2 separate regions of the Hordeum vulgare genome follow, and region 1 is linked to region 2. Evidence: chromatin contacts called from public Hi-C data. All regions are on one chromosome and are shown on one strand. Each heading gives the region's core, a stretch centred on a gene start, on an enhancer-like site or on the middle of the called end of the contact. The rest is flanking DNA. Distances are from core to core; before and after follow the strand shown. Region 1 holds the start of LOC123407266. Region 2 has its middle 60 kb from the start of LOC123411445.

Region 1 (4,499 bases), core at 1,524-4,023, 870 kb before region 2:
CTTTCCTTGCATCAAGGGGCATCTCCTCACAATCCTATAGCCAAGGCATCTTTGAACTTTTCTGAAATTTACTTAGATAAGATCATTAGTCCAATGATGCATATGTTGTGATTAATTACCAAAACCACCTTAGGGAGCAATTGTGCTTTCAGTCACGTTCACCGTGTTTTGTTGATTCACGTTCAATACTTTGATAATTTAATATGTGAGTGGAACATTGCTTGGGTGTTGTTCTTACTTGAACAAGCAACCCATTTATTTGATTACCCCCTCTCGCAAGCATCCGCAACTACAAAAGAAGAATTAAGATAAATCTAACCATAGCATAAACCACGTGGATCCGAATCAGCCCCTTACGAAATAGCGCATAAACTAGGGTTTAACCTTATGTTACCCTAACAACCAATCATCTAATTATTACTACACAATGCCTTCCCTTAGGCATGAATATGGTGACGTGTCATGTAGTCAATGTTCACATGACACCACTAAAAGAAGCAACAACATACACATCATCAAAATATCGAACGAATACCAACATGACATGATTACTTGTAACAAGACTTATCCCATGTCCTCAAGTACGAAAATAACTACTCACAAAGCATGTTCATGTTTAAGATCGGAGATATCATTAAGGATCTGAACATATAATCTTCCACCAAATAAACCAACTAGCATCAACTATAATATGTAATCAACACTACTAGCAACCCACAAGTACCAATCTGAGGTTTTGTAACAAAGATTGAATACAAGAGATGAATTATGGTTTGAGATGAGATGGTGTTGGTGAAGATGTTGATGAAGATTGGTCCTCCCACAAGGAGGAAGCGTTGGTGATGACGATGACTTTAATTTCCCCCTCTCGAAGGGAACTTTCCCCGTCAGAATCGCTCTGCCAGAGAGCAAAAGTGCTCATGCCCTAGGTTTCACCTCGAGACACTGGCGCTTCATCCCGAATGTATCCTCCTTATTTTTCCTAGGTCAAAACTCTTCATATAGTAGAAGAAAGACACGAGATGCCTTCTGTGGGACCCATAAAGCATCATGGTGCGTCCTAGGGGGTGGGTGTGCCCTGTTGCCTTGTGGGCCCCCTCTGGTACTTCTTCGCTCCAATAATTCTTATATATTCCATAAAAAATTCTTCGTGAAGTTTCAAGTCATTTGGAGCCCAGAAAATTTCTAGCCTTTTCCATATCCTTTGAGGTCGAGAATTCTAGTTTCGAGTGATTTCTCTATTTGTATAATCCTTGTAAAAGAAGAGAGAAAAGATATAAGAATTACATGAAAAAGTGAAATAACGCTTCAAAACATTATAAATACCAATACGAAATCATGATGCAAAATGAACGTATCAGCATCCAACGTGGGATGATGCCAGAACGGTGTCGTCGTCATGCTACAATTGACGACGCAAGATGCTGGAACCGGCTCGACCGCGAGCTACAACCTCGATTTTAGGATGTTGTGGATCTGGCACCTCTCTTTGCTACAAGCCGCTACAGTGAAGACTACGATTGGCACCGATGCTTTTTTTGCTGCTGAGATTTGATTTTGTTGGAAACAATGTTTCCTTTTACTCGAACTAGCTAATTCATTTGCTACTATAAACTATTGGATTTTTTCACCGCTGATACTTTTGCTGGAACCATCATAATTTTTTGTTGGATTTGGCAAATCTTTTTTGCTTCAATCGAGTACCCCGGAGGTTGATTCTTGCTAGAACCATCAATAAATTTTCTTCGAACTGGCAAATCATTTTGCTTTAATAGGGTACCAGAGTTTTTTTGGTTTAGTCTTTTTTGCTGGACATGGTGGTGCAAGTCCACAATGACGGTGAGCGGGAGATGGGGGGCGCCGGAGATGCTGCAACCATGGTGTCCACACGTTGGAACCGACTTGTGTTTGAGTTACAACCATGGAGAGCAAATGCACATGTGACAAGCGCAGTGGCACAAGCGGCCAGTGAGTGCAGTGACACGAGCGATCGATGAGCGCAGGTGGAGGAGATGCCACCACACAAGCACGAGAAACCGAGGATAAGCACGAGCCGTCGGTGAGAGCATCGGATACGACATGTGCGCATGTTGTCCTTTTTTGATGTATTTTCCCGTGTGTTTAACTTAAAAAAAAATCAATGAACGGTTAGAAAAAAGCTAAGTCGGACATTTGACAACCGACTGATCCAAATTTGGGCCGACTGACCGACGGCTAGCACCGTCCTTTTAAGGAGTAACATTTTTTGAGTAAAGCCCAAGAAGGGAAATACTTCCCCTCAACCGATGGATAAGTTGGCTTCTTCCGCCACCTTCTTTGAACGAGCGTGTCCAGTAAGGGCCCTCATCGCTGTCACATCAAACCTTGTTCCAACAGATGCGGTCGCAAAGCTCGCAGCGGGCGACCGACCTTTTTCTTGCGACATCTTTCATGTTGTAAAAAAGTTTTCTGCAACATTAACTCTATTGCAAAAAAAATCTGCAAATGTTTCTATAACATGATCTTTGTTGCAAAAAGTTATGCAACATCACCTCTATTGCAAAGATTTTTACAATACAACCTATGTTATAAATGTTTTTGTAATACTGTCCTTGTTGCAATTGATGTGACGATAGATCGGATGGTCATCCCGCATCCGTCGAATGGCCAGCCAGACGGCGGATGATTTTCACTTATCGGCCGGCCGACGCGTCCAAGAAAGAAAAGAACCTATCAATTTTCTTTGAGCTAAAGAACCTACCAGCTACACGTATCGCACCCTTCTCCCATACACCCGTTGAAGGCCAACAAACGCACGCCGTGCCCCACGCTTCATCACACTTCACGCATCACACTCGTACGCTTGTCTACTTCGTCCCCCTCACCGGCGACCCACCCATCCACTGATGGCGGCGACGGCGGCCGCTAGGGGCGCCGCTTCTCGCTCCCCTCTCCTCCTCCACCACCACCACCGACTCCCTCAGGTCGACTGCCGAAACTCTCGCTTCCTCCTGCCTCCCTCCCCCACCCCTCTTCCGCAAGTGCAGGAGCATGCCACCGTCTCCGGACTCGCTTTGACGCGAGCTTGAGTTTTCGATTCTGTCCCGTAACGGAAGCCGCCTCGAACTAATTCGGGGTTTTATTGGCTTGTTGCAGGTTCCATCCGGTGGGGGAGGTTCGCTGAGGGTGGGCGCGCTCGGGGCCGGACGGGATAGGAGACGACGGGTCCGGGGAGGGGTTAGGGTTTTCGCGCGCTACTCCTCCCAGGCACAAGACTTCTCTAGTCGACTCCAAGGTAATTTAATGACTTATCGCGGCGTCTGTGACTGATTATTTCATTCCCTGCAGAAATGGCTAGGTAATTTCCATACGAGTGATACGAAAATGAACATAGATATGTTTTTTTTTACCTCTGGCGATGGTTGTAATTTTGGTGTGATGTTGATGACTGTTTGAGGTGGATAAGTGGTACTAAGAGTAATTTGGTGATGGAGTAATACAGGGACATGGGTTGAATGTGTGGAGTTCAGTTTGCCATTGTCTGAAAAACTTACCTTTGAGGTTTCCAATTTTTTGTCCAATTGCAGATAGAGCTGGCGAATTGCCGAAATTAGTTGAGGATCTTCTCCAGACGTCGATTAGCACAGGGCCTCGAGGTGTCTTTAGGATGGGGCAAGGGATCCAAGTTCTCCTTGGGGTTGGTGGGGAGTGGCTAAACGACTTCTCGAAGGTTGTTGATCGTTTTGTTCTTCTTATTTTATTTCTGTAATATTGGTGTGAATGAAAATATAAATGCTCTTCATACATTTAAAAAATGACAGACAACCCACACAGTTGTAGATGATTAATATAGTGTGTTTTCTGATGCATTTGGTGGCATGTAATTAATCATACAAGCATAACTGATAATAACATTAACAAAGATGAGCACACGTGGATTCATTCAATTCTTTTAAATTTATTCTAGTCACAATGCCGTCCCTGTTGCTGAAATCAGTTGTAATATAATCATACCATATTACATACTCATTGTACCTTCTAGTTTTCTCCGACGTTTTCTTTTGTTTATGTAAATAGCTTATTATGGATCAAAATTACTAACTTGATGACAGCCCAAATCAACTGAAAACCTTTCATGAATTACTTGCTCTATACCTAATCATATTTTTTGAAAAGAAACTAATTATAAATTTATGAAACTCTTGTTCTGATAAGAGTTACTCTACTTATCTGTGAGCATTATTCCATGTCTGTCTCTGCTTATGTTGTCCCCTCGGTTCACTACCATATTACGTACATTAAATTGAGCTGGAAACAAATGGCAGTCACCAGTATTAGGTTGTTGAGTGCAGGTTCTTCATTTCGAAATGAATTGCTTGGAATATGTAAAATTTAGGTCGAGCCTACCATGTCATCTCAAGTTGACTTTCAAGCCACTGGACAAAATATCACTGCATGTGCATGCCCCACATATGTGCTTGCACAGGCGTATGCAGGCATATTGAGGACCCCCAAATGGT
Region 2 (4,038 bases), core at 105-2,604:
CGATCTGCGTCGGTGGCCTCGTCGGGTCGCGGTGGTTGTGAAGGCACATGCCTAGCTTGTGCGGGGTCGCTGATATGTGGAACCAGGACGGACACGAGAGGGCACCAACGGAGGATGGCGAACGAGGGAAGCGTCTGCTTTTATCCGTTTCATATCCATTTATGACCCATATTAGTGTCAAGTTGGGATTGGAACGGTCGATAAACGAATATGAGACGAACACTTTGTCCATTTGGATCGACGGGTTGGACCAAGCTTTTTGTTAGGATGATCCAAACAGACAAAATGAATTAGTGCCTTTGAATTCCTCTTACTACAATGATTGAAAATTTTGTCCAACCCATCGTAAGGAAGAAGAGCAGTCCCCTTGAACCCAACGGTTCCGTTCAAACCATATGTGCGAACAACGGAGTTAACTTCTTGTACTCCCTCGGTTTTTATTTACTTTGTATATTCTTTGTTTTGGGTCAAACTTTCTAAACTTTGATGAAGTTTATACGAAAAAACAACCAACATCCACGATACCGAATCAATATCATTAGAATCATCTTTCAATACATTTTCATATTATATATATTTTTTATTCTGAAAGCTTAGATTGATTATTGATAAGTTTGGTCAAATTTTATAAAGTTTGAATTAAATTAATGCTAAAATATGAAGTAAATAAAAACGAAGTGAGTGTGACATTTAATTAAAACAGTGGAGTTATCACTAGCTATAATTAAGCTAACACCCTCGCAAAAAAAAAAAGATGATTAATAAGCTAACACAAAAAACTAGAGGGTGACAAACAAGACCAGATCTGTCACGGAGTCGAATGGCACTACATCATCCAAACCGCGTAGTTACAGATCTTGCTACTTGGCTTGCTGACAGCAACAACTCGAAGGAAGCTCGATTATCTCAGGACGTGTCCTTTTGTTGGCAATCTTGTTGCCGCGTGCGATGGTGACACGACGCCAAAAGCTGACGAAAACAAACCTCCTTGATTGCCCAGTGAGCAGTTGATTAAAGATCCCGGCGATATCTGTGGCCTTGATCGGCCGCCGTCGCCGTCCTTCTCTCCGACCCCCGGCCGCTTGCGTGCCCGCTTCCGCATTGCTGGCGGCAACAGTGCGCGCCCGGGAAAAAGCAACGCCACCACAAATTACCTGTAGCTAACTCGGTCACCTTCCAGCTCCAAACCGACCAGGGAGTGTGTGGTGAGTTGTGTGCACGTGTCGCTGCACTGTTGGTAATTTATAAGCTGCCTATCGATGCGGCAGTAAACAGTTGTCGTCCCGTCCACCTCTCGTTTTAGGAACGAAAAATGCTAAGCTAGACCTAGACAGTAGACAGCACGTGCAACGGTTTGCTAGTCTTGTTGTTTGCATGCGACGTTGTGAGACGCTACTCCCCACACACACTCTCCACATTACTGTATTATTGATCGTAAAAAATACAAGGCTCGGATATCTTCAATAGTCGGTTTATATGTAAAAAACTAATTTTTGGATCTTCTGAAAAAAGAACAGCACTCCAACAGATGGTTCTATAAAAAAAAATACATCTCCACCTTCTGATGATGTAAATTTCAACACCTCACAATGCAAATTTACATATCCAAAGGCAGGAGATGTAAAAATCTCGGCCGCGCGCCAACCATCAATTGCTCTTCATGTGCTTACACCCCCCCCCCCTTTCTTCCTCCCGCCACCGTCGTCCCGTCGCCACCGATTCCACCCCGTCGCGTCCGTCTCCGCTCCGCCCCGACCCCGTCCGCCCCCGCTCCAGCCACCTCCACCTCCGCCCCAACCCCGTCCGCCCCGCTCTGGCCGCCTCCGCCCCGATCCCGTCCGCCCCGCTCCGGCCGCCTCCGCCCCGACCCCATCCACCTCCTTTCCGCCCGCCCCGCCCGCATCGCACGCCTCATCCGCCTCCGCTCCGTTCCGCACGCCGCCGCCCGCTCCCCTATGGCGTCGAAGAAGACGTCGAAGGGCAAGTCCGGTTTCTTCGGCGTGAGGGTGAAGCCCTTCGGGAACTTCGGAGTGGAGTTCAGTGACGTCGGGCGGCGTTGGTGGCTCGGCACATATCCCACCACCGATGATGTCGCGCGTGCCTATGACATGGCGGTGTGGTGTGCCGGACAGCGGAATAAGGACCTCAACTTCCCGGAGGTCGAGGCCCGGGCGGTGGCGGAGTGGCTCGTGCTGCATGGCGTCCGGATGGAGGAGATGTCGGTGAAGAAGGCGAAGAAGAGACCGGCGGTTGTCCTTGCTCCCGGCGAGAGCGACCAGGCGGCGATGGCTCGGTTTGTGCGAGAGCATCCGCAGTACGTCCAGGCCAAGATGAAGCACTACTGGAAGGGGGTGAAGAAGGAGGACGAGGCCGGCCCCTCGACTGTGATCCTTATGGAGTCGTCAGATGAGGACTGGGGTGGCCCCGACGAGGAGGACGAGGGGTGCGATGGCACGGACAAGGACGAGTTCTTGGAGCAGTTCCACAGCTCCAACGAGGAGTAGTTTCATCTAGTAGTTGAATTTATATATGAAAGTATGTTGAATTTGATGTTGAACTATGTTGAGATGAAGTAGTGGTCGTTTTACATCTTTGTTTTGGACCATCTGTTGGAGTTTCTTTTTTTATATCTCCGCTTTGGACCATCTGTTAGAGTTGACCCTTTTTTAAAGATGTAAAAAGCATTTTCTAATGCTTCAAATTAGAATCATCATCGATCTGAAACATCAAAATATACATTATTTATTGAAGATGCTCTCAAGAAAGTGAGTAAATTGTAAGCGCACACAAGCACGCAAGCACACGCGCGCGCACTATATCTATAGACCTAAATCAAAAAATCACCACCTTTCTCTCCTCCTGACCATTCCCATGGTCTATTGTAAATACTGCTCCCTACCTATGATAATGTCAAGGCCAGCAATTGCTGGCAGTCTAAAAAAAATTCACCACCTTTTGATTTTCTTTCTTTCAAAAAAGCACCACATTGCCCCCAACAAGTTTGTGGAAAACACTTAACGCTCGTATAAGCACTTGCTGACGCTAAAGCTGGCAGATAGATCCCACCGTCAGCAATGATGTGGCAAACAAACCTAAAACTACATTTCACTAAAGTTTGGTTGACCGTTTTAAATGACGTGAGGCCCACATGTCAGTGTGATCTCTCTCCGTTAATAAAATAGCACATTTCGGTGTCTTCGTCCTCCTGATCGGTTCTACACAACCGCCGCCACCGTCACCCCGATTCAGAAGGATCCCACGTCGAATCGCACGTCACCACCGACCGCCGTTCTTTATCCTCTGTCTTCCCTTCTACCTCGCCGCCCGGCCTAAGAGCAAGTACAATAGAGCTTAGTCAGCTGGCTATAAGAAATAAACTAATATATTTTTGGTTAGTTAGAGGAAGGAGAAGAGGAGAGAGAAGGTAAGCGGCATCTTAGCTAAGAGTCAGCTCTAGCACGTGCTCCTAGGCATTTTATGAGTATGAAAGGTGGACCATATAATAAAGAAGTAGTACATTTTTGCAATGAATTATTGTACATGTTGGCTATAAGATAGGCTATAGATGATATGACAATGGCTTATAGGCAGCAGCCGCTATACTATTGTACTTGCTCTAAGCCGCGTCATGCATGCCGCCACGAGTCTCCTCTGAGCCACCCGAGAGCACTGCCTCACTGTCAATCGTAGCACATGTAGCCATCACCAATGAATCGCCGCCAGACCGTGCCCCTGAGCTCTGCCTCCTCGCGATGATCTTCCTCACCAATAGGTTCGAGCAAGGATGTCAGGAAACGATCGAATCGAGCCTTTCTCTGCCGCTGCACCAGACGCTCCCCGTCATCGATTCACCACCTCCATGTCGCCCCGAGCTGACGTGGCCGTAATTTACCTTAGGGCTCTCCTAATGTCCCATCTTGTACAGGTGCTAAGGCTATCATATATGAAAAAAATCTAATGTGGAAAGGTAATTAAGAGGAGATAAATAAATGTGGTAACTTCAAAAAAAAAACAATGACAAACGTATAAATTTAGGCA

Evidence for each region. Hi-C and Micro-C count contacts between places; a contact is called where the count stands out from the background.
Region 1: a contact with region 2 is called in a Hi-C map of leaf, with 2.3 times the contacts expected there. The contact joins the promoter of LOC123407266 here to the enhancer-like site in region 2. A contact is called at or near these places in 2 of 6 Hi-C or Micro-C datasets (leaf and seedling).

Annotation. Positions count from the first base shown.
Region 1 is chr7H:205,258,123-205,262,621 of MorexV3_pseudomolecules_assembly, reverse strand. LOC123407266 reads left to right here and starts at 2,773. Exons shown (of 11, transcript XM_045100366.1): 1 at 2,773-2,963; 2 at 3,136-3,274; 3 at 3,567-3,709. The coding sequence starts at 2,886.
Region 2 is chr7H:204,389,992-204,394,029 of MorexV3_pseudomolecules_assembly, reverse strand. No RefSeq gene overlaps it. Among protein-coding and RNA genes, the nearest start is that of LOC123411445, 60 kb to the right of the region's middle. Within about 2 kb of position 1,354, at least 2 of the 3 cell types and tissues checked have open chromatin away from gene starts, as enhancers often do. A contact at or near this core is called in leaf, where this site is marked.